Regions from separate parts of the Sus scrofa genome. Here regions 1 and 2 are each linked to region 3. A link is a contact called in public Hi-C and HiChIP or PLAC-seq data. All regions are on one chromosome and are shown on one strand. Each heading gives the region's core, a stretch centred on a gene start, on an enhancer-like site or on the middle of the called end of the contact. The rest is flanking DNA. Distances are from core to core; before and after follow the strand shown. Region 1 holds the start of TCF4 (transcription factor 4). Region 2 overlaps TCF4 (transcription factor 4). Region 3 has its middle 160 kb from the start of TCF4.

The links. A called contact is a pair of places that touch in the nucleus more often than the background predicts. HiChIP or PLAC-seq counts read pairs in DNA pulled down with a chosen protein or histone mark.
Region 1: a contact with region 3 is called in a Hi-C map of skeletal muscle, with 6 times the contacts expected there. The contact joins the promoter of TCF4 here to the enhancer-like site in region 3. A contact is called at or near these places in 2 of 5 promoter capture datasets (fetal skeletal muscle and liver), 12 of 47 Hi-C or Micro-C datasets (alveolar macrophages, brain, embryonic fibroblasts and 6 more) and 1 of 2 datasets of contacts at active chromatin or transcription factors (skeletal muscle).
Region 2: an H3K27ac HiChIP or PLAC-seq map of skeletal muscle shows a contact between it and region 3, with 6 times the contacts expected there. The contact joins two enhancer-like sites. A contact is called at or near these places in 5 of 47 Hi-C or Micro-C datasets (embryonic fibroblasts, heart right ventricle, liver and 2 more) and 1 of 2 datasets of contacts at active chromatin or transcription factors (skeletal muscle).

The regions. Positions count from the first base shown.
Region 1 is chr1:105,078,376-105,083,115 of Sscrofa11.1, reverse strand. TCF4 (transcription factor 4) reads left to right here and starts at 3,197. Exons shown (of 20, transcript XM_021093491.1): 1 at 3,197-3,757. It overlaps LOC110256984 (a long non-coding RNA gene), which reads left to right. Exons shown (of 3, transcript XR_002339086.1): 3 at 48-129.
Region 2 is chr1:105,003,186-105,008,169 of Sscrofa11.1, reverse strand. The region is part of intron 3 of TCF4 (transcription factor 4); the gene reads left to right. Among named protein-coding and RNA genes, the nearest start is that of TCF4, 74 kb to the left of the region's middle. Within about 2 kb of position 2,744, at least 28 of the 83 cell types and tissues checked have an H3K27ac peak or open chromatin away from gene starts, as enhancers often do. A contact at or near this core is called in retroperitoneal adipose tissue and skeletal muscle, where this site is marked.
Region 3 is chr1:105,236,011-105,241,003 of Sscrofa11.1, reverse strand. No RefSeq gene overlaps it. Among named protein-coding and RNA genes, the nearest start is that of TCF4, 160 kb to the right of the region's middle. Within about 2 kb of position 3,198, at least 32 of the 83 cell types and tissues checked have an H3K27ac peak or open chromatin away from gene starts, as enhancers often do. A contact at or near this core is called in brain, fetal skeletal muscle, retroperitoneal adipose tissue and 2 more, where this site is marked.

The DNA of each region.
Region 1 (4,740 bases), core at 1,948-4,447, 160 kb after region 3:
TTGACAATTATATCATTCTGATTTCTTTACCTCTGTTTTTGCCTCAGGTCCTGAGAGAATAGCTGCTGACATAGGAAGACACCCAAAAATTATTTGCTGAATTTTGAGATGAATTTCATTAGATCATCAAAGATCTGATTGTGTGTGTATGTGGTTTTGTCTGCTTATTTATTATAAACCTGGAGAGGAGAAAACTGGATGAATTTGAAGGAGAATGTCATGACATTCTGGACTGCCACTCAGTTCTTAGAGGGCTACTCCAGGCTCTGTAACTCATTAGCAATGTGACCCAGGATGAGCCATTCCACTTGAGTCTTGACATCTTTCACTCAAATGAAGGGTTTGGTCCAGGCACCCTTCAATGTCTGTTCTTTACTATGACTCACTGGGTTTCAATACTTGCCACTCCTTCCACACTCCTATGAAAGAAATACTATCTTTAGGCATCAACTCCCTTTATGCAATAGTGATGCCTCACATTGGATTGGAATTTGTCATTTGCAGAGCACTTTCATCTCCACTACTGCATTTGATTTTAAGCAGTCAGATAATGTATTGAGGACAAGTTAATTTTTTTATGTCTGACAAGATGTGAAACTTGCCCAAGGTTACAATGGGTGAAAAAAGGGGAATGACAATGTACATACGCTCCTGACTATACGGCACAGTAAATTAGATAGAATCTCTGGCCCAAGGGAGTGGAACAAATTGTTGACCCCTTTAAGAGTAGTCACTACTTTTTTTTTGAATGATAAGGACTGTTCTGAAATGCTGAAATTCAAAGCTCTTTTCGTTGTTGCTGTTTTCTAGTTAAAGTGTTTGGTTGTAAGGATCAGAAAAGTACTCAGGTTAGCTCAGTTAGGAAAGGGGAGTGGTTCAGGGGTCAGTTATCTTTGGACAGGAGGTAAGTTAATCCTCAAATAATTGGGAAAGTATCAATAAGCATTTCTTCCCAGGACTAAATTGTCTGCTTTTCTCCCCAAACTTCCAAAATCTTTCTTTCTCATCTGAAGAGAAGTTTCCTCTGCTTAGTCATACTTTTTGTTTCCCCATAACCATGGCTCTCACATGGCTTGGCTTCCTGGCACCACAGCCCGGGTCAGCTGACTCCAACATCTTAGATCCATCACTCACTATAGACACTGCCAATCTCTTCCTCTTTTAGTTCCGATGGTCCAGTCAACTCAGGTGGGTGGGGCTGGGTCAGAAAAGAGTCATGCGATACCCCCATCAAGTTCTACCGTTATTATCGGGATTTATGAACAGGTTCCTAGGGAAAGGATTCTGTAGGTGATGGAGCAGCTACCCCAAAACATATCTGCTACATTTCCCTTTCTATCTTAAGTTCCTCTGGATTCTATCGTCTTCTAAGGTACCACCAGTCTTCATAAGCATACTTATTCTTCTGATGTTTCAGGGAAAAAAAAAAAAATTCAAATCTGTCCCTTAGTTAAAAAATAGGAAGAACAGTTGCATGGTTTTCTGACTGTAGGGTGCAGTTAAAAAAAAATCAGTAGCCAGCAACTGGGGTGCATTTAGGTCCTAGATGCTCCTCCCATTGATTTCTGGATGGATATATTCCTCTTGAAATTCAAGGGAAGGGGGAATCTTAAAATTTGGAAACTAGAAGGAATCTTATGGGATTATCTAATCTGTTCTCTGCATTTAACAGTAAAAGATACTGACATCAAGCCTTAGGTCCCAGGGCTGATTAGAGGTAGAGCCAGTAGAATATTTCTCCTAAACAAACGTTTGTGATTTTGATTACATCATCTCAGTGTAGCCGATAGAGAATCTGAGAATCAGAGATAGTGCTTGTGATAATGCAGCATAAAGTAGTGTCTAAATGTAAAATTTTATTTTAAGATAAGAACACGGAATGGGTAGGAAAGACAGAGATCTGCACAGTGTGTGAAGAGACAGGAAACAACCTATAAATGCCCCAATTCTTGTTCCCTAAAATTTGCATATGAACAAAAGATCATGAAAATTGATCAGAACTCTTGTCACTGGCACAGAATTGCATTGCATCAGAAAATGGAGATTAGGACGTTCCCATTGCCAGATGGTATAGGAATGTGGCTGGATGTTGACTCTAATTGAAGACAGCCTGCCTTCCAAGGTGGGCGCTATCACTTAATAAAGTTGTGTAATTTAGGCAAGTTTGTACCACTTCCTAAATGGCCCTGGGTCAAGTAGTAGCACAAACTCCACAGAGTCACTCTCAGGATTGAAACAGCTAATATTTGAGAAATTCTTAGAACAGTGTCTGGCACATAGTAAACATGTAAGTGCTAACCTGTCATCATTACTTGCATTTCTCCAGTGGGAGGACTAAAAGCTATTATTTTGGAGTAATCTCCATTTCAAATCCCATGGGCTAGATTAGAGATATCAGTTGGTTTAGCGAGGAATTAGAGATGGAAAGGGAAGATTTCTTTCGGGGCGGCTCTATCTTTATCCTTCTAAGTCGTAGGAAATTCATAAAGCGGGCGTTTGTTATTTGCATTGCACAGACCAGAAAACTGGCTAGAGAAGGTAGAACTCTGGGCCAGAACTACACGTTGAGTAAGGAGTGGGTCACGGTAAAACTGGTCTCAGTTTAAAGGGAGTAAAGGAACATCTTCTCCCAGTAGACTTCTGGACTTGAAAAGTTCTCACTTTTCCGGGGGTGCCTAGAAAAAAGGGTGAGGGCCCTGCAGGAGAGGACCCACATTGCTCTCGAAGCCCAGGCGCTACAACTTGGCTCAGTGGCCTCTTTCTGCGTCACCCACGCCTCGCTAAGAGCACCAGCTTCACTTTGCAGGAGATCCAGGCTCGACCTTTCCGTTGGGGAGGCCGATGTGGCCTCTCTCGGCCTCCCTTTCCCGATCCTCCCTCAGGGTATCTGACTCCTCTGTGCAAGTCTTAAAGAGTTTAATTACTTAATTGATTTGCAAACTACACTTTGGAGTCAAAGAACTGAGAAGGGAAAGCACCGGGAACTTTAAGCAACGCGCAGGAGCACAGGGCCCGCGAATGGCTCCAGCCTCGGGAGCCCTGGCAGTTCAGCCCTCACGCGCGACGCCGGCCTGAATCCAGCCACCCACCTCCCGTTCCGGAGGAGGCGTGGCCCGCACGCGCCGCCATCTTGATCGCCTCTCTAGGCGCTCTGTTTACTACTCTATGGTCGCCCGCTCCCGCCCCGCCCCTCCCCAGTCATTGTCTGGAGGAGCAGCCGCGGCCGCAGCGCCTTCTCTTTATAAGCCCGCAGTGCCCGGATGTGAATGGATTACAATGTATCTTTCAGGGAAACCTATTATTATCAATGTGACTCCACAGGGGAGTCAATGGTGATGATGATGAGGAGGAGGAGGATGATGATGATGAGACACCTCTAAACTTGGAACAAGTTTAAGACTTTATAAGAGGAGAAGAAAAAAAAGCACCACCAAGACTTGTTTGAGGAAAAATCATAACTATCCTGTATTGCTATTTTTTATAAACAATAAGAAAAAGTTGTCGGATTTTTTTTTTTAATGATTTCTTTTTGGGGGGAGGGAATTTTGTTGCAGTTTTATGGTGGAAAATGCAAAAACCAGAGCCAGGTGCATAATCTTGTATTTTGTGGATATCCCTGGAGCAGAACTGAGTACCAGTTAAAATACTTTTTTGGGGGATACACATGTGAGATACTAAGTACTTGCAGAAGATTTTTGTCTCTCTTTTTAAAGTCACTTTCCTTGGAATATTGTGAGAATATTTGTGGCCATTTAAGGTAACGTTACAATTTGCTGTCAGAGTAAACTGTTTGTAATTGAATTTAATTTTTAAAATGTAGATCCCAGTGTTTAATTAAAACAAAAGGAACGACCTATTAAATAATTGCCAATGAGAAAAAGTGTGTGCATGCATTCTGTGTATGTACTCGCACCTCTAGCAATAACAGGGTTTATAAAGTGTGTGTTTTAACCCATGTTAAAATAGCGTATGTTGGATATACTTGATAAAGCACGTTTGTTATTATGAAACGATAGATTTGTGCAGCTTAATTTTAATCCTAAAAAGTGATGTGAAAAAAAGTATGTTTTAAGAGCATGCAGGGCCTGTAATGGTAAATGTTGAATTAAAAACTTAAAGTGCTGGCGAACGAGGGCTTAGCGTGCCTAGGAACTCAAGTGTAAAAACAAAACAACACCAACCCTCAAAAATTGTCTTTTATTTATTTATTTATTTTTTGGCGAAGTTAGCAGTTATACTATTCTGTGACTTTACAGGGAGGGGAAAGAAAGTATGTAATTTAGGTTTCGCCCCCAACGCAGAAGTACCGACATGAAAATCTCCCCAGCAAAATGTGGCTTGGTTTATATCTAGAAAAAGAAAAATATTGTTCCTCTTGGCAAAGTCTTTTTGCATCACGTGTATTTGCAGCCTAGTATAAACTTGCTTTGCCGTGTGTGTGGATGTGTGAGTGAGAGGGAACGAGAGTCAGAGAAAGAAAGAAGTGAGGGGATGTAAACTCGAATAAATTTCAAAGTGCCTCCGATGGATGAAACGGGCAAAAACTGAACTGTTCAGGCTTCAGATTGTAACTGACGATCTGAGGGAAAATGAGGTGCTCGATGAAATTTCGTTTGTATTTTTTTTTTTTTTTTCTTTTGCGAGGCGGGGGAGGTGTTGAGATTTTTTTTTTTCCCCTCGGGGGGGTGGGGGTGCATCCCATCCACTCCGACCCGAGCGAGCCGCGTCTCCCCGCCGGAG
Region 2 (4,984 bases), core at 1,495-3,994, 230 kb after region 3:
AAATAAGAGAAAGAATTACCAAATGTGTGGATCTGTTTAAAAAATTTTTTTTAAATATTTGTGTTTTGAAATTTTAGTTACTTCAAGAATAAGTAGCTTTTTTTAAAAAGAGAAGAAAGCAGAATCATATCTCACGGCCGTTAAAGCTTATTGCATTTTCCAAATTTATCGTTGGAAGTCATGCAGATTTTCTTTAACAAACTGAAGGATGCATTTGTAGTCTAAATGGTAGCTTTGAGAGGAGTTAAGTATTTATGGAAAAAAATTATAAGAAGCCACGTGCATTTACAATTTTTTTTTCAAAAATAAATATTGGTTGGGAAACTAGACTCTTTCACTATTTGGTAATGCGTATTCTGACTCATTCACACAGACATTGTGGTACCTAAAGTGTTGCAAAATCGGACATTTATATGGAGATGGGCTATTGATGTAAAAAAAAAAAAAAAAGGCTGAAGGCTGGGAAGGATAAGGAATGAGTACAGTATTTAAAAAAATGAGCTCTTTGTCTTCTGTCCTTCATCCTGCCTCGATCTCAGAGAGGTTTTGTCCACTGAGAATAAAGAACCCATGGGAATTACCCAGGAATCATCCACCAGTAAAAGGGATAGTTTTACTTCAGTGAGCAAGGGTGGGCCCAGAAGTCTGCAATAGTCAATGATGCTTTTTTATCCTCTTCATGCCAGGTGAACATTTGTATATGCAGAATACTGACTCATTAGGGGACTTGCAACTAGTTGGAATCCAAAAGTTGGTGCCTCCCTATCTTCTATTAGGGAATTTGATCTAATTTGAGAGCAGCACTTAGATTTCACAGGTTTGTTACTAGTTACTTACTGGCCTAATGCTCAAGGCCAGTTGCCTTTCCCCACTATAACTTCGCTCATCATACTCATTCCTACCTGCAAGTACCTAATTCGCCTATTGAAATCTTATTAGTTATTCAAAGATTTGCCAATACCTCCTCCAGACATGATTTTTTCTCATCTCTGAATTTTATATTATTTGTCTAACTCTTAGGACACTTATTATATTTTCCATGCCTTTTAATTATTGTTAAAATTCTTATTTGGAAGTTATTTGCAGAAATTTCAAACAGTTATAAAGAGAATAGTATAATAAACTGCCATATATCCATTATTATACAGCTTTGATAATTATGAACATTCTGTCATTTTTGAATCCATTATACATCACACTCCCCACCCATACTTGAATTTAATTAATTTGAATAATAGATTATGAGAAACTTGAAATTAGGAACTATATATAAACTTTATTCAGTTTTTTCTGACTAAATATAATATATCTTCTTTGTGGAGATATCCAATATTAATATTTTGAAGACTGAAGATTCTAATTTTTGTTTTTAAAAACTTAATATGAAATGTGTATATTACTTTTTAACATTTTATCATGAGCATTTTTCCAATGTTCTTAGACATTTTCAAAAACATGATCTTTTAAAGGCAGCATCATATCCCATCATAGGTTCTTCCAAAATTTATTTAAACAGTTTCCTGTTGACCACTGTTTGGAACAGCCTTGTCTTTAAATACTTGTCTTCATTTACAAAGATATTAGGATAGTTTCCTAGGGAATTATTAGGTGAAAGGCTCTTTACATATCTTGTCAAATTGCTGTCTAGGAAGGCTGTGCCACTTTGCATTATTTTTATCTTATTAAGTTGGTATTGAAAAATCTGGTATCTGATTGTTTTTGTTTTAAAGTAGGTATTTTCTGGATTATTAATGACATTGGACATTTTTCAGGATCATGATTCTTATTATTTCATGTGTTAAATAAGGTGTTATCTGGAATTGCAGTGAATGCTACATGTCAATTAATTTAGCTCCAAATCTAATGCTTTGTAGTGATAATCAATTATTTTTAGTTTTTCACAAATCAGCTTTTGCTGTCTTTGTAACCAAAATGTCTGCCTAAGTGCAAATTACATTAGTTGAGAGTTAGTCTTATTTTACTTTTTGAGTATTATTTTTCAAAGCTGTCATTCTGTATAATTTTCTCCCTTTATATCATATAACTTTATTGAGAAGTGTAATTCTGCCTGGAATTATTTAGCTTTAGGTAAAACTTCTTTGTCTAAGAAATAGACTCTCAGGTATAAATACATTTTTGTTTTAAAAAATATTTTATTTAGGCCAAAGTTTTAAATCACTCATTGTATTTGACTGAATTTATAGTGTATTTAACCTTCATTCTGGAATACATTTTAAAACTCTCTTTTTAAAGTGCTTAGTGCAATTTTTATATGAAGTAAAATAAAAGTTGCCATTTTCACAAGTGAGTGTTTTAGTGGTAAGGCTGCTCTTTTGCTGTGTGAAATTTCCAAACTCCAGCATAGGGATTGAATGAAAATATTTATATTAATAAAGCAGCATAGGTAAATATTTTCAATTTCAGAAAAAAAGCAGAAAATGCCTCTTTCTTTCCTGTTGGAGTTACTTTATTATCTAAATCTAGGTTGTAAATCCACAAGTAAAACCAGCATTTTATTAGAATCTCATGCCATTCGTTCCATCTAATCAAATCATACCTCGCTGAACTATGTTCAAATACGTTGAAAAATAATTTACTGGCGTTGTGTTGAAAAAGAATATTAAAAGTATATGTGCGGTGTAGAGGAAACACTCAAAACAGATCTACCCAGACATCAACAGGATATTATTACCCCAAAGAAATGACGACAGTTTGCCAGCTAGATGCGTAGAGGAAGGAAATTTACAAACATCTCCAAGAGAGGCATGTTGAGGGGTTGAAGGAAATGAGGCACGTCCTGCTTTTATTGTGCTTATTGGAGTGGGATTCCCAGAAGACTGAACAAGGCTGTCCTGAGACCTCTGTTTGGCAAGGATCTTGTTGACTCATATTTTATTTTTGTTTCAGTAAAGGTCTGCTATTGTTCAATTTTCTACTGTGGCTTATAAACACAGAGCCAATATCATTTCCCCATCTATTGACTGATGTTTACAAATAAATGAAAATCTGCCGTCATCATTAACTCATGTTCTGTTTCCACTAAGCAAAGAAGAGGAACAGAGACGTCTCCTTAAAAGATGGACCTTTTACGTGGAGATCTCAGTTCACGTTGTATTTCAGAGTTTGCACGTTGTGTTTCAGAGTCTTAATCACCTGATATATTGGGGGAATTTATTACTTCCTTTTCCTATGGAAGAGGAAAAAGGAGATAAATATTTACAGAACCTGGGTTTCAAAAGCCTGCTTTTCGATTAAAATGTTTGATCTCTCAATGTCTGAGTCCTCTGCTTATAAGTTGAATCACTGGACCTTTATGTCTGAGATCATAAGACTTTCAGTTGGAAATGCCTGGTTTAGAGTAATGAATTCTTATGATGCTTTGAAATATTTAAAAAATTTCTGTCAAGTTGTACACTGAAATGGGAAATATTATAAACATTTCTGCTTGTTTTCGCTCTTTTTCTTGTATTTATCAAAATGCTGAGTGTCATAAATCTCTCTAGACAGAGAAGTACGGGAATGGAAATCTTTGGTTTTCTGCTGTGACTCAGTCTGAGGGGCAAGCGGAAGGCTATCTCTGGAGTTTTAGGTTATGAATTTGTCCCCTTAATTCTGAGTCAGAAGATGTGGTAACTGTCACTCTTATTCACTGAGTGACACCACACTTGGCTTTTTGTTTAGAAGACATTTAAAGGAGACACACATGAAAGGGAAAAATGGTGTGAGAAAGTGGAAGGCTAATGTTGGTTAAAATCTGGTTTTGCTTTCATTTCTTTTATTTATTCCTTAGGATGATTGCTTTCGATAATTTTTTTTTCCCCAGTCATTTTAATGTCTGAAAAATTCCAAAGAGAACTGTTATTTCAGCCCTTCAAAGGTATGTTTCAGGGTGAAGATAGGGACTGATCACCAAAGGAATTTCCCTGGCGGGAGTCCTAACATTTTAACTTCCCATGATTTTTTTTTCACCCTCTTTTCCTTTTATTTTTGGCTCTGACTCCCAGGAATGTCTGGTTTAAAGGAATTCCCATGGGAGGCAGGTTTGGATGATGTTGAAGGTTCTCCAGGTGCTTCTGAGGCAGGATTTTGAGAAATGATGTTCATTGAGAGATAAGCCGCGATTGTTCTAGTGCAAAGGGGCTGAGGATTTGGGGGCAGTCATTTCTGGATGTCACATTAGGCCACTGGAGGTTCTGTCCCTGATGGTCTGAGTTGCCTGTAAACTATTTGTTAGAGGTGGTCATTCCCTTAGCTCTCCAGTTTTCTAGGAGAACTTACTTTGGTAAATTCTGACTGATGGCCTCTTTTACATACTCTATTGGCAGGGGGTGTCAAATATTTTCTGAGTAGTTTTCTACACAGTGGATTAAGGCTAAAAAAATAGGTAGTAGAACCAGCATTTGAGCTGAGTATTTGTGGTGGCGATGGTGGTGGTGATAGGGTGTGTGTGCTTGGACACATGTATACATGTGTCTGTAACACCTGTATGTTTTTTGTTGCTGCAACTGCTTGCTTTTAGGTAACTTGAATTTGAGCAGAGAATAATTTAGATAATATCAAGGCTTTGGATGTGTTAGTCCTGCATGAATAGGATTTAAAATCTGCCATAGGTGTAATATTGCTTTAGGAAATCCATAATACATGGGAATAGTAAGTTGACATACAACTTGAGTACTTATAGAAATTAGAACACATATAGATGTATATTTTTATTTTGGTGTGGAATATTCAAGGTCAGCAAGTTAGCAAACTTCAGAAATAGAGTAGTTTTCCTGTTTAAAAAAATAATGATTTAATAACATACAGAGTCTTCCTACAATTTTCAAGAGAATATTTACTCTTTTATTTCAGATCATCTGTTTTAACAGTTAATCAAAATGCAATTCAGATTTATTTGGATTTTTTTAAAACTCAGCACATCATTTTTCAAGAGTAAGCACATTTCTTATAGAGGTTATGAAATGAAGATTTTTGTTGCACCTAT
Region 3 (4,993 bases), core at 1,949-4,448:
CACCCTAAATCCTTTTGGGGTGAAAGCAAAGCACAACTAATACATAAATTAAAATCCTGGAAATGGCTCCTTAATTTGACAATTTTTCATTTAAGAGACACGGGATTTAAAAAAATTTTTGAGATTAAAAAAAAATCCCTCAGGATTATTATTTCAATTTTCTCATTTGCCAGAGCACTCCTTAAAGATAGAAAGCACACTTTGCTTGTGCAAAGGTTCAGAAAAAACAAAAGCCATTATTACCCTTTCTCCAGGGAGCTGCCAATTCAGGGCCAGAGGTAACATACACACCTAGATTTTGTAATTCAGGGTATGGGGCTCTGTATAAGAAGAGCTCATTGTGGGATGCAAACAGTAACGGCTAAAGGAGTAAGAAAAGGGAACACTCTGAGCAGGTAAGAACTGTCAGGAAAGAGGGGAGCCTCATTCTAGATGTAATTTAAGGCAGACACGGGATGCCTGAGGTGGAAGAGGAAAGTAAGCCAGGTCGGAGGAACTGCCCAAGGAAAGAGCTAAAGGGGAATGCACATAGTATGCTGGGAGAAATAAAACCAGAAGGCAGAATGAACTTGAGATCATGAACTAGACCAATTAAAGCTTGCTGTGGACCTCTGAGTGGCTTCCGAGCTCGCTCACTAAGCTCGAAGTGAAAGAGAACCCCAGGACAATCAGAAAAGCTGGGATCTGTAGACCCATTTTTGGCTTTACAAGATCCCCACACTGCCAGAATCACACACAGAAAACTAAATGCACCCAAAGCTCTGTCTGCCTTTTCCTAGGAGCTGAAAGAATCATGACAATACTGACTCATCTATTATAAAAAAAAAAAAAACCCTGGAGTTTGTCCCTTAGCTGATATGACCAGGTCTCAGCAGACCATGTTCCTCTATCTTTTATACCCCCCACAATGTGGACCAAATGCAGGACTAACTAAATACATATTGACAAACTATTGAAAGCCACTGTGATGAAGTCATCCACTAGACTGTGTGGAACTTCCCCCAAAGCTTTGACTGGGGACCAGACCCCACCAAGACCTCTGACCCTGAGTGTTTAAAAAGGCCATTAAAAGTATAGGATATTACTGGATAGGAGATATGATTGAGAATTAAAGGTCCTACTGGTCGATGTGGTTTGTACCAGTCCCATGGGTATCTTTGTGATACCTACTTGCACAAAGAGAAGTGTGTGAAAATGATTCAGTGAAATGAATAACTGTAGACTAACAATGAGAACAATGCTAGACAAAAAGTAATCCAATTTGATTCCAGGAGTAATCCCAGCCACAGGGCAGCTGCAAATCCCCACTTCAGATTTTGCTTTGTCAGCATGTTCTCTGACAAGGCATAGATTTCTCCTCCACCTCTTGACAGAAGTGACATTAGCTAATAAAGCCAGGTCTATATGGACAAGGTGAAATAAAGAATCCAAGCATAGAGACCTTGAACAGAAACCTGCCTGGCAGCACAGAAGTGGCCTTTTACAAAGAAATAATCCAGATAATTTATTTTCCCTTCTGCTCGTGTAGACCTGTTTCCCTGAAATTCTTTTCAATCCGCCTGAATACAGAAGAGCACCAGGGGGAGCTCACACATCTTCCTTCTTTTTCTCCCCCTCTCAGAGAAGGTTGGCTCTTGTATCCCAGGGAAAGGGTGGGTCAAAACAACATATCTGAAATAATTTAGCGATGTAAACACACAGGTAATATTCTAGATTTTTCTGGAAGGCTCTGCACTGTCTCACTTTGGGCACACCTAAAATCAGCGGTCAGTCAACTCAGCTGGCTCTGAGTTGTGGCCTCTTAAACTCCTGAATCAAAAAGCATAAGGGCACATCTCTATGTCTCCCTTAAAAAGAGAGAGAGAGAGAGAGAGAGAGAGAGAGAGAGAAATCGGGAAGGGGAGACAGAGAGAAAGAGAGATTCTGCTTCCTTGCAATTTGAAATGACATTTTTCAGAACACTTCAGTTTTAATCACAGTGGAGAGTAATGGAAGGGATTTGGGTCTTTGACTTTCTACATTAATCAATGGGATTGATTTTTTTTTTTTTAATTTTAAAGAAGAGAAATAGCCTCTCTCCCCACCCCCTTCTCTCTCTGAAAACATGAGACAAGGAGGAGAAACTCTAAATATATAGTTAACTGTTGTATTATCAGTATGAGTGGAGAGAATCAATGGTATAAAGAATCCTAAAGGACTAAATAATCCCCAGCTCTACTCCAGGAGTGTGTGTTTGTGACAGTGACATTCAGAGTGTAGAGAGCCCTAGCCTGCCCCAACTGGTGAGAGGGGGAGAAAAAAGAGCCCCTGCTTCTGACACTTGATGCACAGAAAATGCTCTTCACTCACTACTTTCAAGAAATGATACAGTTCTAATCTTAACTTTTGAAACTACAGATCACAAAATCTTTTAGAGATCCTAGCTCTGGAAGATCCCTTCATGAGGTCATCTAACCAAACCTCTACTTTAAGGCAGGTGAGATAAAACTGTTTTAAATTTTACTTTAATAGATGAAGTAGTTGAGGTTCAGAGAGGACAATTAAGAGCCTGAGTCAGGCAGTGAAACGATTTTTGTCTGTAAATTAAAAACCCACTCAGCATCCAATTCCCCATGCTTGCCCTTGCCCCCATTATAAAACTGTAAATAACGTTGTTTTAATATTCCAGGTCTAAACTTTGAAGAACCCACAACCCAAAAGAGGAAAGATGACTGAATCAAAAGGGAATGCAGAATAATGAAAAACTGAGGTAGCTAAACACCTGGAGGAAACGCTAGGATTGATCAAAGATCCCATCAAATGTGGCTTTCTCCCCAGGTTAAGGAGGCTGAACCGCAAAGAAACCACGGGGCAGCCGAGGAGACGACGCCTTTTGGGGCCCTGTGTCGCGCTGCAGTATGATCAGCTATAAGGCCGGGCGAGGCAGCTGCCGCTTGGCGCCCGAGCGGAGGCACCGCGTGGCAAGGCCGGCGGCGACAACGCAGGGCGGTTGGCTCCGGGAGGGTCGGCCGGGCGCGCCGAGGCGGCGCGGCTACCGCGAGGAGCGCGCTCCAAGCCCGACTTGTTGGAAGATCTCGTGGCGCTCGGTCGGCGACAGAGATAGCGGCGCCGCAAGAGCGCACGAGGGCACGCCCACCGCAGGCCAAAGGGCTGCAGTTACAGTGGCCCGCCAGGGGACAGGGACGCCCCCCCGGCCAGCGAAACAGGCTCGGCCTCCGCCGCCGAGCCGGTCCGGACCGCGCGCAGCGAAAATAATGGAGATGTAGCCAGCGGAGGCTCGTATAGCGAGATCCAAATCCAAGACTCTATGTCGGCGTGGATGGAGGGCTGGCGGCAGAGGGACAGGGGCTTTAATCGCGACAGAAGCCCTGTAGGTGGTTCAGACTTTTTCTTTTGCCCTCAGGGGTCGAGCATCCGAGGTTAAACTGCCTGCGACTCACATGTCAGTGCAGCAGTTTCCCTGAGACTTCAGCGGCGGGAGGCCGAGCACCTGTGCTCCGTGCCTCTTGTAGGGACAGCTGTGCGCATCCCTCGGGCCCACAGACCGCACCATCTGACCTGCCAGGAACGAAATCTGAGCCTCGGAATTTGAAGGGCCCCGCGCACGTTCCTTCTCGGATAAATCTCCTAGGAAAGGATCGTTATTCTCCACTCAGAGATTATTTAGAGAGATGTCCTGGACGGGATAGGTAAACATATGACAGCCCAAGGAAGACATGTAAAACTTTAAATTGTAGACACTTAAGCACCAACTGTCTGGAGCCCTGAAGGGGGGAAAAATTATCCATCATCAGAAACTGCCAGGGCTGCTGGCATTTTCTAAATCAGAGGATGTATTAACCAGAGTGTGGGAAGTTTTCTGAACACAGAATTCATATTTCTGAAGCTCGTGAAGGGAGTGCTTCAACTCTCTTTCTGGTTGTTGTATCTTAGATCCCTAATTCCTTGGTTTTAACCACCAAGAAGAATTCCTTATAAGCAAGTTATTAAAAGCATTTACATTAAATATTACTGGATGGGAAATATTTCGTTTCCCATGCTCATTGTATCATATTCACTATGAACATCTCTGTGATCCAGAATGTTTGATATCAGACAGGCTTTCACAAGAACCCAAGCAGGTGTTAAAGGGCCCCACAGCACCTTGCGCTTGTGCAAACAAAGGGAATCCAAGGATGCTGCTGATGAATACGAAGTAAGGAAAGACACCCTTTTTCCCCCTTATTTTTAAGCTACTCTCTTAACCCAAAGAAACATTCTTTCTTTGACCATAAGATGAAGATTATTTAATTGATAACTTTGAGGGCCTTGTTCCTCTGTCACTCTTGAAGTTTTTTTGGTGGGGGGGGGCTGTTTGGGGGGAGGGTTTTTTGGGGGGAGAGGGCTAAGTGGAAAGGGAGAAGGAAAAGAAATTTGTTACTGGCTTTATCGAACCCTGTTAGGTTCCGTTTCTAACATGATGTGGAATGGAGAAGTTGCAATAAGTACATGATGGGAAAATAAGGTCTGTTAGAAAAATGTTAGGAAATAGGAATTTAGTGCCCTGGAGAAAAAAAAGGTCAAGAAAACCTTTAGTTTCTGTGCCTTTTAGATAGATAAAATACCAACCTACGAAGAAGAGATAGGGGTGGAATATATTTCCCCAGGCACCTATCTATCCAAAACTTTACTTGCATTATCTCATTGAATTGTTTCCACAACTTGAGAAAAAGGGTATGAGTTTTAATCCAATCCTTTTACAGAGCAGAAACCTGTAGAGAGCCCAAAGCAAATTGCCTGAGGGCTTTTATAACTAGATAGGAGCAGAATTAGAATTGACTAAGGAAGGGGTAAAGAAGAACTTGAGAATTAGTGTTTTTAATCTTGATTAGTTACAGAGGAAAAATGGGAAATTAATTACTTTCTGGGAGGATCTTTAGATTAGTGGGGGGAAATGATATTAAGAAAGACAAGTCCAAGTGAATTTTTCTTATTTCCTATTAGTGGCTTCAAG